Linked DNA regions of Sus scrofa: regions 1 and 2 are each linked to region 3. A link is a contact called in public Hi-C and HiChIP or PLAC-seq data. All regions are on one chromosome and are shown on one strand. The core of a region is the stretch at or near the end of the contact, and the rest is flanking DNA. Distances in the headings are between cores, read along the strand shown. Region 1 holds the start of MRC1 (mannose receptor C-type 1). Region 2 overlaps MRC1 (mannose receptor C-type 1). Region 3 holds the start of HACD1 (very-long-chain (3R)-3-hydroxyacyl-CoA dehydratase 1).

Region 1 (4,945 bases), core at 359-2,858, 180 kb before region 3:
GTAAGAGATCTCAGGCTCCATCCAGCCTCTTTCCTTGGCACTGTTGCTAAGGAGACTTCTCCTTTACATGCCCACTGTATTGCTCGTATCGGATCATTGGTTTCTACTGGAGGAGGAATTAAAAAAAAGTCACTGCTGGGAGTTCCCGTCGTGGCGCAGTGGTTAATGAATCCGACTAGGAACCATGAGGTTGTAAGTTCAGTCCCTGCCTGGCCTCACTCAGTGGGTTAATGATCCGGCTTTGCCGTGAGCTGTGGTGTAGGTCGCAGACGCCGCTTGGATCCCGAATTGCTGTGGCTGTGGTGTAGGCCGGTGGCTACAGCTCTGATTAGACCCCTAGCCTGGAAACCTCCATATGCCACAGGTGTGGCCCTAAAAAGTGCGCGCGCGCGCACACACACACACACACACACACACACACACACACGAGCTTCTGCGCAGAGGCTTGGTGCAAACCCTTCTCCCTTCGCTCATGTTTTTTTAAAAAAATCTCTACCACTTCATGCTCAGAGCGAGCTGGCCTTTGCTGGGAAGCCTCCACTGTCGGGGGCAGGGAGCACACTCAAATGGAGTTTCTGTTTTATCCATGCCTTCACTGCTGCCTCCACAGCAGTGCCTGGAGGGACAATGGCACAGGCTGGGCACAGACAGTGTTTGCCCATGTAGGTGAAATGAAGGGCAACGGGGAACCACAAATTCCAAAGTTAAAAATCCCTTCTAGCTCATCTCAGAAGAGAACTGGGAATCAAAATGCTTACAGGCTCTCTTCCTGCTATGGGTAAACAGGTGGAGTCTAGAGAGGTAGCAAAGAGAGACTCCAGAATGTCTTTGAACATTTGAAAAGCTCTGGATCTGTGCCTCAGTCTCAGGAATCAATCAGTACAAACAACTCGGAATACAGAGAAGGAACAATTTAGAACACAGATAAGAAGAAACATTCTAGCCCCAAACTCTAGGCGTGATGAAAATGGTTGTTCACAGAGAAAAAAAGAGATGAGTTATGAAAATCTCATGGAAACCCTTTTGGGGGGTGGCCTGGGATCTTGTTCTTAGACCGGCAATGACGAGAGACACCAGCTCTACCCTCCTTTAGGCCAGAAACACTTAGAAGGCACGCGCATTGGGGGTTCGATAGAAATTGAAAATGACATAGCACTGACCACAGAGGAAACCGCTCTGAGAATAAAGCAGGGGAAGGACAGTGGGGACAGAGGAGGAGGAAGCCAGGGTTCTGCAGGGTTCAGGGCAGGCAGCCCCTCTGACCTGAGAAGCAGGTGTTTTTATCCTGGCCAGGGAAGCAAGAGGAATGTTTTTGCAGAGCTGGGGGTTCGGGGAGCTCTGCCACCACCTCACCAGCACGTTGAAAGGACCCATTTAACACTGACCCCAAAGGGATGGGATGCCATAGGCTCCGGGCCCCAAATCCGAAGGCTTCTACCTTAGAGTCAACTTACCCAAGAGCTGCAGGGCAACCGGAAGGAAAGAGAGGAACGCCAGGCACGGGGACAGCCTCATGGCCCGAGCTGGTCCTTTCCTGATGCTGGTGAAGAGAAGGGAGTTGGGGAACCCAGGCGGGGACCTCCTCCCTTCTCAGAACCGCCCTGCTGAAAAGAAGTGAGGAGGAAGCTCTCACTTTTAAAGGGCTTCTGAAATTAGGGAAAACCTCCAATAAGGAGATATCCTGTCACATGAGGGTGGTTGGAAAAACAGGAATTCAAAAGTTACAGCTTTGCTTTGTAAGCTAACTTGGGAGGAGAACAGACGCAGAGGAAGGGGAGAGAGGGCATGTGTGGGAGAGGGATGAGGAAGAGGGGAGGCAGGAGGGGGAAGGGGAGCCATCAGGAGCCCGACTGGCCTGTGGGGACGGGGAGAGGGGACCCAGCACCAGGCCTCGCAGCCCCTCTGGGAGGTGGCTGTGTAGGGGGCAGGCGGGGGGCCATTCATTACCTGGGCTGGAAAACGGAGGTTTCCTCTGGGAAGCAGCTGAAACAGAAGCCCCTTGGCAACGAATGCTCCCCCCGAATGTGATAGAAACAGGCAGGCCTTAAAGGGACTGTTTTATTTATGGTGAAAACGTCTTCAGGGCTGAAACGGATTCTCCCTCCTTCTCTCCCTGTTCAGGGCTTAGAGCCCTTTTTTCTTAGAAAGCTTCCAACCAAACTTCCCATGGAGCTTTGTTCCTTTTAGCCAAAAGAAAAGTAAAATCAAGGCTAACCCAAAGAACAAATCTCAATAATAACAGCAGGGAGAAACTTCTAGAAGTCTTCCTCTGGAGAGTTCTCTAGATGGCCAGAGAAAATAGTGGCGGGGTTTGCAATACAACCTCACTGCCTCAACCACAGCGATCCTCCTCAAACTGGCAATGATCCTCTCGTTAGGAGAAAAATCTGCTCATTTGGTCAAAAAGAGGTATATTCATTATACCGGAGGTGGAACTCTTTCTTTAAAAAAAAAAAAAAAAAACCTGGAAACAGATTTTTTCATTAAGCACCATATTAACCCTACACCTATGTTTTGTTATGTTTCAGAGGCAAAACATGAATCAAGACCATTTTGAAGCAGATTTTGGTAATGCTATAGCCAACGGCCAACTGGAGTTTGGGAAATGTTACCCAATCAAAAAGAAGCTGCTGGAAACATTGTATCTTTTGAAATTTTAAATGAAGACTATTTCTTCAGGTGGAAAGCTCCCCAAGATTCACCGTCTTTGCAATAATGTTATAAACTTTGCTTCCTGAGAAAAATTATATAGTTACCTTACTGGTTTTTTTAAGCATTCTAAAATTAAGAAGATTATTCGGACAGGATGAGAAAGATGGTGAAGCTGTAGGACACAAGAAAAATGTTTCTTTTTTGTTAAGCCAGTGCTTCTCTGACAAAAAATTGGTTACCAAACAGAGTAGATGAAACAAAATGTTTCTTTCTAAAACTTTGCTTCATTGATTTATCATGAGAAAAAAAATATTTAAATGAGCCATTCTTGGTTTTTAAATGTAACTCGATTATATCAACTCAAAAAGTTTGGCCTGGACTTCCCATTGTGGCTCAGCAGGTTAAGGACCCAACATTGTCTCTGTGAGGATGTGGGTTCAATCCCCAGCTTCACTCAGTAGGGTAAGGATCCAGCATTGCTGTGAGCTGCAGTATAGGTTACAGATATAGTTTGGATCCAAGTTGCCGTGGCTGTGGCGTAGGCTGGCAGCTGCAGCTCCCATTCTACCCCTGGCCCAGGAATTTCCATATGCTGCGGGTATAGCTGTAAAAAGGAAAAAAAAAAAAAAAAGTTTTGGCCTAATTTGAATTTATATTAATTTCAGAAGAAAACAAATCTCTTGTAACCTCTCTATACTCACCTCAGGGTTTTTTGTTTTTTGTGGGTTTTTTTTTGGCAGGGCGGCTTTTTAGGTCCACACCCAAGGCATATGGAGGTTCCCAGGCTAGGGGTTGAATGGGAGCTACAGCTGCTGGCCTACACCACAGCCACAGCAATGCAGAATCCAAGCCACATCTGTGACCCACACCACAGTTCATGGCAGCACTAGATCTTTATCCCACTGAGCGAGGCAAGGGATCAAACCCGCAACCTCATGGTTACTAATCAGATTCATTTCTGCTGCACCACAACAGGGAACTCGGACATTCAGGGTTTTTTAAATTACACAAATGTCTCATATGGCCAACCAGGATCAGTGGTAGAATCCATGACTTTGAAACAAAGGGAGGCCAGTTGTCCCACAAACTATTTTTACTCCATGACCTTGAACTTACTGAAACAGAGATTCAGTAGGCTAAAAGAGGAGAGCAAGGCAAAGAAATCCAGCTCTTTGGGGAGTGATAGCACAGAAGAGGGTGGAATAGGAAACCTTAGAAATCCATCATTTCAATGTAACAACTACTGAATGGGCAGAAACTGTCTGGGGTAACGATTTTGGAACTCTAGACTCTAGGAGAAACCCCAGAGCATCTCGTGGAGAACTTGATGCAGAGGCTGGTAAATGTCAGTGAATGCCAGCCTTTCACTTGTGGCTACCATCCTCAATTCTTCCCTCTTTGCAGCAGGTGGCAGACCTATTGGTGCAGCTTGCTGGAGCCAGGGTGAACAATAAGGAACTTGTCCTCCAGATATCAGACTTGTGTGTTCTGAAGGCTGATTACTGTTTTGAATTGTATTCACCACTTCTATTCAACATAGTACTGAAAGTTCCAGCCAGAGTGATTAGGCAAGAAAAAAATAAATCAATAAAGAAAAGCATTCGGATTGGAAAGAAAGAAGTAAAATGACCTCTTTCAACAGACGGCATGATTTTAATGTGGGAAAACCCTAAGGTTTCTACCCAAAAACAAACAAACAAACAAACAAAAAACTGCTAGAGCTAATAAACAAAGGGAAAAAAAGTGAAAGATACAAATTCAAAGCACAAAAATCAGTTGCATTTCTACATACTATAATGAAAAACCTGAAAAAGAAATCGAGAAAATAATTCTACTTGCAATAGCATCAAAAAGAATAAAATACTTGGGAATCAATTGTTAATATGACAATACTATCCTAAGAAATCTAGAGATTCAATGCAACCTCTATCAAAATCCCAATGACAGTTTTTACAGAAATAGAAAAATCCATCCTAAAATTCATATGAAATCTCAAAAAACCCTATGTAGCCAAAACAATTTTAAAAAAGAACACAGTTGGAGGAGTCAATGCATACTTGCTGATTTCAGAACTTACTGCAAAGCTACAGTGATCAAAATAGTGTGACACTGGCATAGGAGAAAGATAAAGACCAAGAGAATGGAACAGAGAGCCCAGAAATAAACCCTCACATATGTGGACACCTGATTTTTGACAAAGATGCCAAGACCACTAAAGGCAGAAAAGACAGTTTTTTCAACAAATGATATTTGGAAAACTGAATATCTGCAAACAAGAGAATGGAGTTGGGCT
Region 2 (4,397 bases), core at 1,754-4,253, 260 kb before region 3:
AAAACAATGAAAAAAAAAGAATCTTCAGATGGAGAGGTTATCCTAGATCAGCTGGGATCTGGGATGTAAATTACAAGCATCCTTCTAGAGGGAGACTTGAGTACAGAAGAGGGAAGGGTGACAAGTGAAGGAAGAGAGGACATTGCTGGTTTTGAAGGTGGGGAAAGGGGCCATGAACCAACAAAAGGGATGCAGCCCTAGAAGCTGGTGATGACAAGGACATAGATTCTTCCTAACAGCCTCTGGAGGGAGCATGGTCCTACTGATTTCAGCCCAGGGAAACAGAGGTGTTATATCTGCCCTCCAGAAGCACAATGGAATCAGGGTGTATAGCTCTCAGCCACCAAGTGTGCCAAACGAAAATAATCCATGAAACTCTTGGATGTGATTCATGAACCCTGTTTGTGCATTTATGAGAAGATCCAAACTTTCATTAGATTCTTAAAGCTATTAAGAACCTCTTCCGGAGTTCCCATTGTGGCGCAGCAGAAATGATCCGACTAGTATCCATGAGGACATGGGTTTGATCCCTGGCCTCGCTCAGTGGGTTAAGGATCCAGCATTGCTGTGAGCTGTGGTGTAGTTTGCAGAGGTGGTTCAGATCTGGCATTGCTGTGGCTGTGCTGTAGGCTAGCAGCTGTAGCTCTGATTCAACCCTTAGCCTGGGAACATACATATGCCACAGGTATGGCCCTAAAAAAGCAAAAAAAAAAAAAAAAAAAAAAAGAACTTCTTTCCACCTTCCTTGAGTAAGGTTTTTGTTTGTTTGTTTTTTGTTTTTTCACTGAGAAAGGAAAGGGGGGGCTATTGATATGGACATCAGGGGGCAAAAAGGAAACACCTACTGTCTTGAGGAGCTGGTGTTGGCTCAGGCTTTGGTGTTTGTCCTGAAAACAAAAGAACATCAGTTATCAGTTGTGCTTGAACTTGTATTTCTACTGAACTTGCTATTACACATCCTTCCAGTTTCACTATTTTCATGGATCAACCTAGCTAAAAACATAAGAGGTTCTCTCTTCCTCTTCCTCCATGACTGGGTTACTTCGCCGTACAACAGAAATTGGCTGTATAGCACTGTAAATCAACTGTACATTAATTTTTTTAAAAACTTAAACAAATTAGGTACAGCAATCCACCAGAAATTTGAAGACGGTTTTTAGGCACAACAAGTAGCATCACATAAAAGAAAGAAGACATGAGTTTTTGGGATCAAAACATCTAGGTTCAAATTTCAGATCTGGGCTTAAATTTCTTACCTTTAATTTTCGCAACTCCAGAAAGGAGTTAATCATATGTGTAAAGAGATGGGGTAAAATATGCGAGTTTTGGGTTATTTAAAAGATGTTCAGTAGATGTTCATTTTACAGTAACACATGTTATAATTAGCTTTTAAATTTTCATTATTTGAAACCATTAAATAGGAGCTATGTATTTATAAAAAAAATATTTTTTCTTTTTTTTCCCTTTTTAGGGCTGCATTGGCAGCACATGGAGTTTCCCAGGCTAGGGGTCCAATCGGAGCTACAGCTGCTGGCCACCACCACAGCCACAGCAACTTGGGATCCAATCTGCGTCTGCAACCTACACCATGGCTCACTGAAACCCACTGAGTGAAGCCAGGGATCGAACCCGCAACCTCATGGTTCCTAGTCGGATTCGTTTCCGATGCACCACAATGGGAACTCCTAAAATATATTTTCTTCCAAAAAGCCCTTATTCGGAGTTCCCATCATGGCTCAGCAGTAACGAACCTGACCACTATCCACGAGGACATGGGTAGGTTCGATCCCTGGCCTCGTTCAGTGAGTTAAGGATCCAGTGTTGCTGTGAGCTGTGGTATAGGTTGAAGATGCGGCTTGGATCCTGAGTTGGCTTTGGCTGTGGTGTAGGCCTAGGAACTTCCATATCTCATGGGTGTGGCCCTAAAATGACAAAAACGACAGCAACAGCAACAACAAAAAACCCTTTATTCGTACTAAATGTATGTTTTATGAAAAGTTAAATGAAATCTTTTTCTTTCCAAGAAATTAATGATATACCTGGACTTTGTTGGGATCTAATAAAAGTTTCCTAGCTTTTGGTTTAATGTGTATCTATGCTAATAGACCTACTAACAATACAACTAGTCCTTGGTAGATAAGAGGGAACATTAAAGAAAAATTGGCCACTATTTATTCCTCCATTCTGACAACTTGTGTCTTTTCTTTTTCTTTTTTTGGGCCACACCCACAGCATATGGAAGTTCCCAGGCTAGGGGTCAAATCCGTGCTGTAACTGGTCCAGCCACAGCCACACAGGATCCAAGCCAAGGCTGTGACCTATACCTCAAGTCACCGCAATGCTGGATCGTTAACCCACTGAGCAAGGCCAAGGATCAAACCCTCGTCCTCATGGGTACCAGTCGGATTCCTTACTGCTGAGCCAGAATGAGAACTTCCATTCTGGCAGCTGTTTTGGAAGCAGGCATCTAAGTAGAAGGAAAATAAGCAGAGAGACACCAGAAGTGCAACAGAGTATCTTTAGCAATAGAGCTAGAAACAGTGGCCAAGGTTCCCTGACAGCAGAGGGCGATAAAGTTCCCTGACAGCAGAGGGCGATGTAGTTCCGTTTATCTGTTTACAAAGGAGGAAGCTGGTGTCTATTTGGGTTCAGGCGTAAGGGTAGGGGGCGTCTGTTCCATTTATCTTAGCAGAAGAAACTGACTCCTCTGCCCTCCATGCATGATTTGGAAATGTGGAACTTTCTTTCTTTGTCTTTTTGGGGCCACACCCGCAGCATATGGATGTTCCCAGGCTAGGCGTGGAACTGGAGCTGCAGCCACCAGCCTATGCCACAGCCACAGCAATGCAGGATCACAGCCACGATTTCAACCTACACCACAGCTCATGGCAACACCGAATCCTTAGCCCATCGAGCGAGGCCAGGGATCAAATCTGCATCCTCATGGATACTAGTCAGGTTCATGAATCACTGAGCCACAACGGGAACTGCAAAATGTGGAAGTTTCTGAGTCATAAACCCTGAATGCTAAGTATGCATTGACCATTGTTGGCCACTGATAACATAGTGAGTCTCCCAGCAATCAGGGGCCACAAAAGGTACCCCGCTCTTTGGTTGACTGTTTCCTAGAGAAATGAGCATTCAGCACATTCAGACTGAGGAGCACATTCACCTGCTGGATGACTACCAGAGGTCGGAGGGTGAAAATCCCCAACAGAAATCACTGGCTCATGACTCTGCTTAGATGGAGCACACCCACCCACTCGCTGGACTCCAGAACCTGCGCTGGGACATGGCTTGTGGGAACTATTTTGGAGGACGTGACTCTTGTCCAGGATTCCCGGGTGGCCTTTTGATCTTCTGTTCCTTTGGAACATTTATCTCTGCTCAGCAACTTCATCCTTATCCTGTGAAATGATGACCCCCTGCCAGTTCCCTGATTTTGTTATTTTGTTTGTGTGGTTCTGCTAACAAGGGGAAGATCCCGGAATCTCCGGAAGGCAGTTCTCCAATCTGAGATGAAGGAGAGGGCGGGTTATCATACCTTTGCGAATCTGGCAAATCCAGTTGTTAAGATGTTCGCAGTTAATATCATTCCAGGACATACCAGCGTCACTTTTCAACTCGCCACAGTATTCAACATTCTGATAATTATTAGGTTCGCCGTAAGCCCAGTTTTCATAGGAAACCTACGTGAGAAACATCACATTACAATCGTGAGCCATTTCTATCAGGCCAACGTCTAGCCAAACACAAAAGGAAAGTTTACATTTTTTAATCACATGTACTCTTTTTCATAATACGTTTGCTTTGAAAACCAGGTTTATGAACACAGCTGGGAAAGAAATAACTAAATAACCTTCGTTACATGGTAACTTGAATAGAGTATGTTATTAATTATTCCAAAATGTTCTTTACTCTTCCTGGGTTTTTTGGTTTGGTTTGGGGTTTTTTTTTGTTTGTTTTTGTTTTTTGTTTTTTGTTTTTGTCTTTTTGCCATTTCTTTGGGCCGCTCCTGCGGCATATTGAGGTTCCCAGGCTAGGGGTCGAATCGGAGCTGTAGCCGCCAGCCTACGCCAGAGCCACAGCAACGCGGGGTCTGAGCCACGTCTACAACCTACACCACAGCTCAAGGCAACGCCGGATCCCCAACCCACTGAGCGAGGCCAGGGATCGAACCCGCAACCTCATGGTTCCTAGTTGGATTCGTTAACCACTGAGCCACGACGGGAACTCCTGGTTTGGTTTTTTGGGTTTTGGTTTTGGCTTTTGGCTTTTGGGTTTTAGGGCCACACCTGTGGCATAAGGAAGTTGCCAGGCTAGGGGTCAAATCAAAGCTGTAGCTGCCAGCCTACACCACAGCTGCAGCAACGGTGAATCCAAGCTGTGTCTGTGAC
Region 3 (4,681 bases), core at 2,106-4,605:
CGCTTGAAAGGATTGGTATTGAAGGTAAGGCTTGAAAAGTGAATGAGACACAAGAAAGAAATGAAAATAGCAGTCTGGGTAGGGAGAAAAGAATGGAGGTTTGAACGAAAATTTATCCAGATCCGTTTATGGACAATGAACAAAACTGACTGGCTGGATCAGAGTATTTTGGTGACAGGCACTTAGTAAGAGAACACTTTTGATTGGCTCCTAGGGCTTCAGGTTACAGTAGAGAGCTCTGACAGCAAACTGAGTAATCCATTCTTATCCTAAAGAAAAGAGCTAATGTGTAGACTGATAAAAGTAAGATATTTTGAGAAAAGAAACAGGATTATATATAAAATGCCCTTCTAATCCTTGTTCGCTTTCAGGACAGTTTCAAGTATTCTCTATATATTCCGGATATGTAGAATCCTTGTCAGGTCCATGTATTGCAAATATTTTCACTTTTTTTCATTTTTTAAAGTTTTATTGGAGTTCCCGTCGTGGCGCAGTGGTTAACAAATCCGACTAGGAACCATGAGGTTGCGGGTTCGGTCCCTGCCCTTGCTCAGTGGATTAACGATCCGGCGTTGCCGTGAGCCGTGGTGTAGGTCGCAGACGAGGCTTGGATCCCGCGTTGCTGTGGCTCTGGTGTAGGCTGGTGGCTACAGCTCCGATTAGACCCCTAGCCTGGGAATCTCCATATGCTGTGGGAGCGGCCCAAGAAATAGCAAAGAGACAAAAAAAAAAAAAAGTTTTATTGAAGTAGAGTTGATTTACAATGTTCTGATAATTTCTGCTGTACAACGAAGTGATTCAGTCATACATGGACACACATCCATTCTCTTTCAGCTTCTTTTCTCACAAAGATTATCACAAAATATTAGGTGGACTTCCCCATGCTCTCCAACAGGTCCCTGTTGGCCAGTCATTCCACATACTTCACTGTGTAATATTTTTTGGCCACCACTTGGCAGATGGAGTTCCAAGGCCAGGAATTAAATCTGAGTCTCAGTTTCGACCTATGCAGGATTCTTTAAACCACTGTGCTAAGCTGGGGATTGAACCTGCGTCTTGGCTCTGCAGAGATGCCACCAATCCTGTTGTGTCACAGTGGGAATTCCTATTTCCCTTTTTTAATGGTGTCTTTGGGATAATAGAACATTTTGATGAAGTCCCATCTGTCTTTTATGATTAATGCTTTTTTTCCCCCTCATTGTATCTAAGAAATCTTTGCCTTCCCCAAGATCACAAAGATTCTGTTTTCTTCTACAAGTTTTCAAGTTTTAGCATTTATGTTTAGGTTTATGATCCATATCAATTCAACACTCGTCTGTGAGGCAAGGGTCAAGGTCTTTTTTTTCTTCTAATGTGGACATCCAGTTGTTTCAGCACCTTATTAAAAAGGCTTACCTCTGCATCTTTGTTGACCATCCGTTGACCATACGTACGGAGATCTGGACTCTCTTCATTGGTCCGTATGTCTGTCCTTGCGCCTACCACATTGTCTTGTAAACTGCAGTTTTATACAAAGTCTTGAAAACAGGTATGTATGTATGTATTCCAACTTTGTTCTTCCTATACATTTCTGTAAATATTTAAGAGTTATCTTGTCAAATTAAAAAATATTCTGCTGGGATTTGAGGAAAATTTAGTTTAATAATTTGGGACTTCCAGTTCATGAACATGGAATAGCTATTTATTTAGGTCTTTACTTTCCCTTGATGGTGATTTATAGTGTTTAGCGCACAAGTCTTGCACATGTTTTGTTAAATTTATCCCTCTATATTTCATGTTTTGGGATCCCGATAAGCATTAGATAGTTTTACATTAAATTCCTACCTTTTCTACAGCATATAAAAGGATTGATTTTTGTTACACTGATCTTGTATCCTGCAACGAGTTCCAGCAGCTTTTCTATGGATTCCTTAGGCTTCTCTAAGAATACAACGTTGTCACTTGCAAATAGTTTTACTGATTTCCCAGCGTGAATGCCTTTAAAAACAGGTCATAGTTTTCATCAAATTTGAACAATTTGCAGCCAGTATTTTTTCCCAGCCACATCTCAGACTTCCCCTCCCCTATTGGAATGTCTTCCGGTCTTCCTCAAAATTATCTAAGATCCCCGGATGGGGCTGGTAGTGCAGCCTAGGGGAGGTGCCCAGAGCCAGGTGCACCAAGTACAACTTTCTTCCTTTTGCTGTGCTCTGGACCCTCTCATTCACCTGGAGATGACTCTCCACACAGAGGAGCTTCCTGGACTCAGGTCCCTGTGGTCTTTGGTTGTGGTCCCTGGCCCCAGGCCAGGCTCAGGTTCCAGGACAACCCAAGAAGCTGATCGCTTCCCTGGCCTGGTGCAGACTTTCCTTCACTGAATCAACGGAGATCCGAGTTGCCACAATCGTGCTAACACACTGATTTGCAGGTGACTCAAACGGTTCCAGGCCTGGAAGTGCTTAAATCTCACAACCCCATGAGGCCGGTTTTTAAATGATCCCGGTAGAGGAAATTGAGGCATAAGAGCGATTTAGTTGCCCGAGCTCAGGCAGCTACTAAGACTGGTGGAGCTTGGAATTTAGGGTTTGAATTTCAGTAATCTGACTCCAGAGCCTGCCTTCTTAACTGTGTGCTTTAAGGGGAAAGAGAAAAGAGCTCTTAGGAAAAGGCATGTATGTTTGGAGGAAGATTGTAGGAAAAAAAAAAAAAAAAGAGAGAGAGCGAGAGAATGGATAACAGTGGGATATCACGTTTCCTGCAAGAAAGCGTCTTCTTAGCCTTATATCTGTCGATTGTCTTTACCTGTTCAAACTTTCCTCCTTCGGTGTCTCGTCATGTCCTGTTTCCTCCAGCTTCCCTCTTATCCGCCCACCCCCCAATCCCGCGCTGCCTAGCACTCAATGCCCTTAGAACACTGGCTCCAGTGCAATCCACGCAGGTGGGACAATTTGATTGCGGGCCCCTCGTCCCCATACATGCCCTACAGGCAGGGAAAATGGTGAAGTGGGCGCTTCTTCCCCAGAACCTCTTAAGAAAGAGTCTTTGGCGGGAAGCTACCACCGTCCCTCTCCACAAACAATCTCTGCAAAGCCTGGGCGGGGCCCGGTCAAGTCCAGGTGTATTTCCACTAAATGCACTAGCAGGGCCCCCGTCGCCAGTGTCGAGAAGCCCCGATGTGTCTAACAGTGGGTTCCGCAGGCTAGCAAGGCGGAGGTTTTCCCGAAAGCGGAAACGGCACTGCAGCCTCCAGATCATACCTAAGGGCTCGCGCCCCCGCGCCCAGGCCCGGCGGCCCGGTCCCCACGCGACGCGCGCTCCCGCAGGCCGTGGGCAGGACCGGGGGCGGAGTGGGCAGGACCCGGGACGGGGGGTCGGGAGGGGCGGGGCGGTGGCCGGGGGCGCCCGCCCCTCCCACTGCGGGCGGCCGGGCTGGCGGCACTGAGCCCCCTGCGCGCGGCACATGGGGCGCCTGACAGAGGCGGCGGCAGCGGGCGGCGGCGCTTCAGAGGCGCGCTCGGCCGGGCCCCCTCCCACTCCCCTGCCCCTGTCGTCCACCTCCCCCGGGTGCGCGGCCACCATGGCGTCCAGCGAGGAGGACGGCGCCAACGGCGGCTCCTCCGAGGCCGGCGAGGAGAGGGAGGCCGCGGGCAAGAGGAGGCGCCTGGGCTTGTTGGCCACCACCTGGCTCACCTTCTACAACATCGCTATGACCGCGGGGTACGTGCGCCCCGAAGGGCCCTCCCCGCGCCGCTGCCCCCCGACATTCCGCGCTCCGGCCGCCGGCGGGGCGGCGTGGGGCGCTGGGCTCCCTGGAGGGGTCGCCTAGCGGGCCGGGGGCGCCTGTGCGCGTGCGTCCAGGGCGGCCGGGTGGTCGCGGTGTAGGAACGGGGAGCGGGTGGCGGCCGTGGGGGAGGGGCGCTGTCGCCTACGCCGCCACCGTCGCCGGGCTTGAATGGAGCGGAGCGGGGCGCGCGGGGGGCGGCGGGGGGGGCCGGGGCCCTGCTTCCCGGGCATTGCCTAATACGGTGCACGGTGTGGCGCGGCGGCCGCGGGGCGCGGGCCGGAGGTTAAGTATAGACCCGGGCAGGAATGCGGGGCCGACTCGCGGGGGAGGCGGCTCGGGCCCGGCCACACCGGGCGCCGCCGCTGCTGCAGCTCCTGGTGCACAAACGCCGGGTCCCGCCACCCCGGAGCCCAAAGCTGCCCGGCCGGTGGCCCAAACCCGCTTCCTCGGCCCCTGGCCTCTGGAGTGAATTTCCTTGTGCTCCCGATCTCTGGGCAGAGTGTTCCTAAAGGTTCATATCATCGCATTTTTTTTTTTTTTAAGTAATAGTGAGCCCGACAGCTTCTTACTTGGGTCGATTTTCAAAAACCCTACCTTATCGGAGCATGGCACTTGTGTCCAGCATCTTGAGGGCTCCATGACAGATAGGCTGTACTTTTATTTCTGGCTTTGAGTGTGACTTACAAGTTAAGGTTACACAATGACTATCACTGCAAAGAGCTCTCACAGTGGCTTGGGTCCACCGCTTTTCAAAACCTGCTTGGGAAAATGCTTTCCGGTGTCTAAATGGCATTGCCGTTTAAAAAAGTTATTTTCCTGTTGTCTCATGAAATTATTATTAACTTGTATAAATGTGGGGGAAGTTAAACTTCTCTAGGGCTTGTAGAAAAAGGTGATTGACAAAGATTTAGTAAATGA

The links. Hi-C and Micro-C count contacts between places; a contact is called where the count stands out from the background. HiChIP or PLAC-seq counts read pairs in DNA pulled down with a chosen protein or histone mark.
Region 1: an H3K27ac HiChIP or PLAC-seq map of alveolar macrophages shows a contact between it and region 3. The contact joins the promoter of MRC1 here to the promoter of HACD1 in region 3. A contact is called at or near these places in 1 of 47 Hi-C or Micro-C datasets (embryonic fibroblasts) and 1 of 2 datasets of contacts at active chromatin or transcription factors (alveolar macrophages).
Region 2: a Hi-C map of alveolar macrophages shows a contact between it and region 3, with 6 times the contacts expected there. The contact joins the enhancer-like site here to the promoter of HACD1 in region 3. A contact is called at or near these places in 3 of 5 promoter capture datasets (fetal liver, fetal skeletal muscle and liver), 25 of 47 Hi-C or Micro-C datasets (adipose tissue, alveolar macrophages, blood and 14 more) and 2 of 2 datasets of contacts at active chromatin or transcription factors (alveolar macrophages and skeletal muscle).

Annotation. Positions count from the first base shown.
Region 1 is chr10:44,104,589-44,109,533 of Sscrofa11.1, reverse strand. MRC1 (mannose receptor C-type 1) reads right to left here and starts at 1,608. Exons shown (of 30, transcript NM_001255969.1): 1 at 1,455-1,608. The coding sequence starts at 1,515.
Region 2 is chr10:44,183,882-44,188,278 of Sscrofa11.1, reverse strand. It overlaps MRC1 (mannose receptor C-type 1), which reads right to left. Exons shown (of 30, transcript NM_001255969.1): 15 at 3,545-3,689; 16 at 846-887. Among named protein-coding and RNA genes, the nearest start is that of SLC39A12, 53 kb to the left of the region's middle. Within about 2 kb of position 3,003, at least 4 of the 83 cell types and tissues checked have an H3K27ac peak or open chromatin away from gene starts, as enhancers often do. A contact at or near this core is called in adipose tissue and alveolar macrophages, where this site is marked.
Region 3 is chr10:43,928,115-43,932,795 of Sscrofa11.1, reverse strand. It overlaps HACD1 (very-long-chain (3R)-3-hydroxyacyl-CoA dehydratase 1), which reads left to right and starts at 3,355. Exons shown (of 7, transcript XM_013980233.2): 1 at 3,355-3,696. The coding sequence starts at 3,440.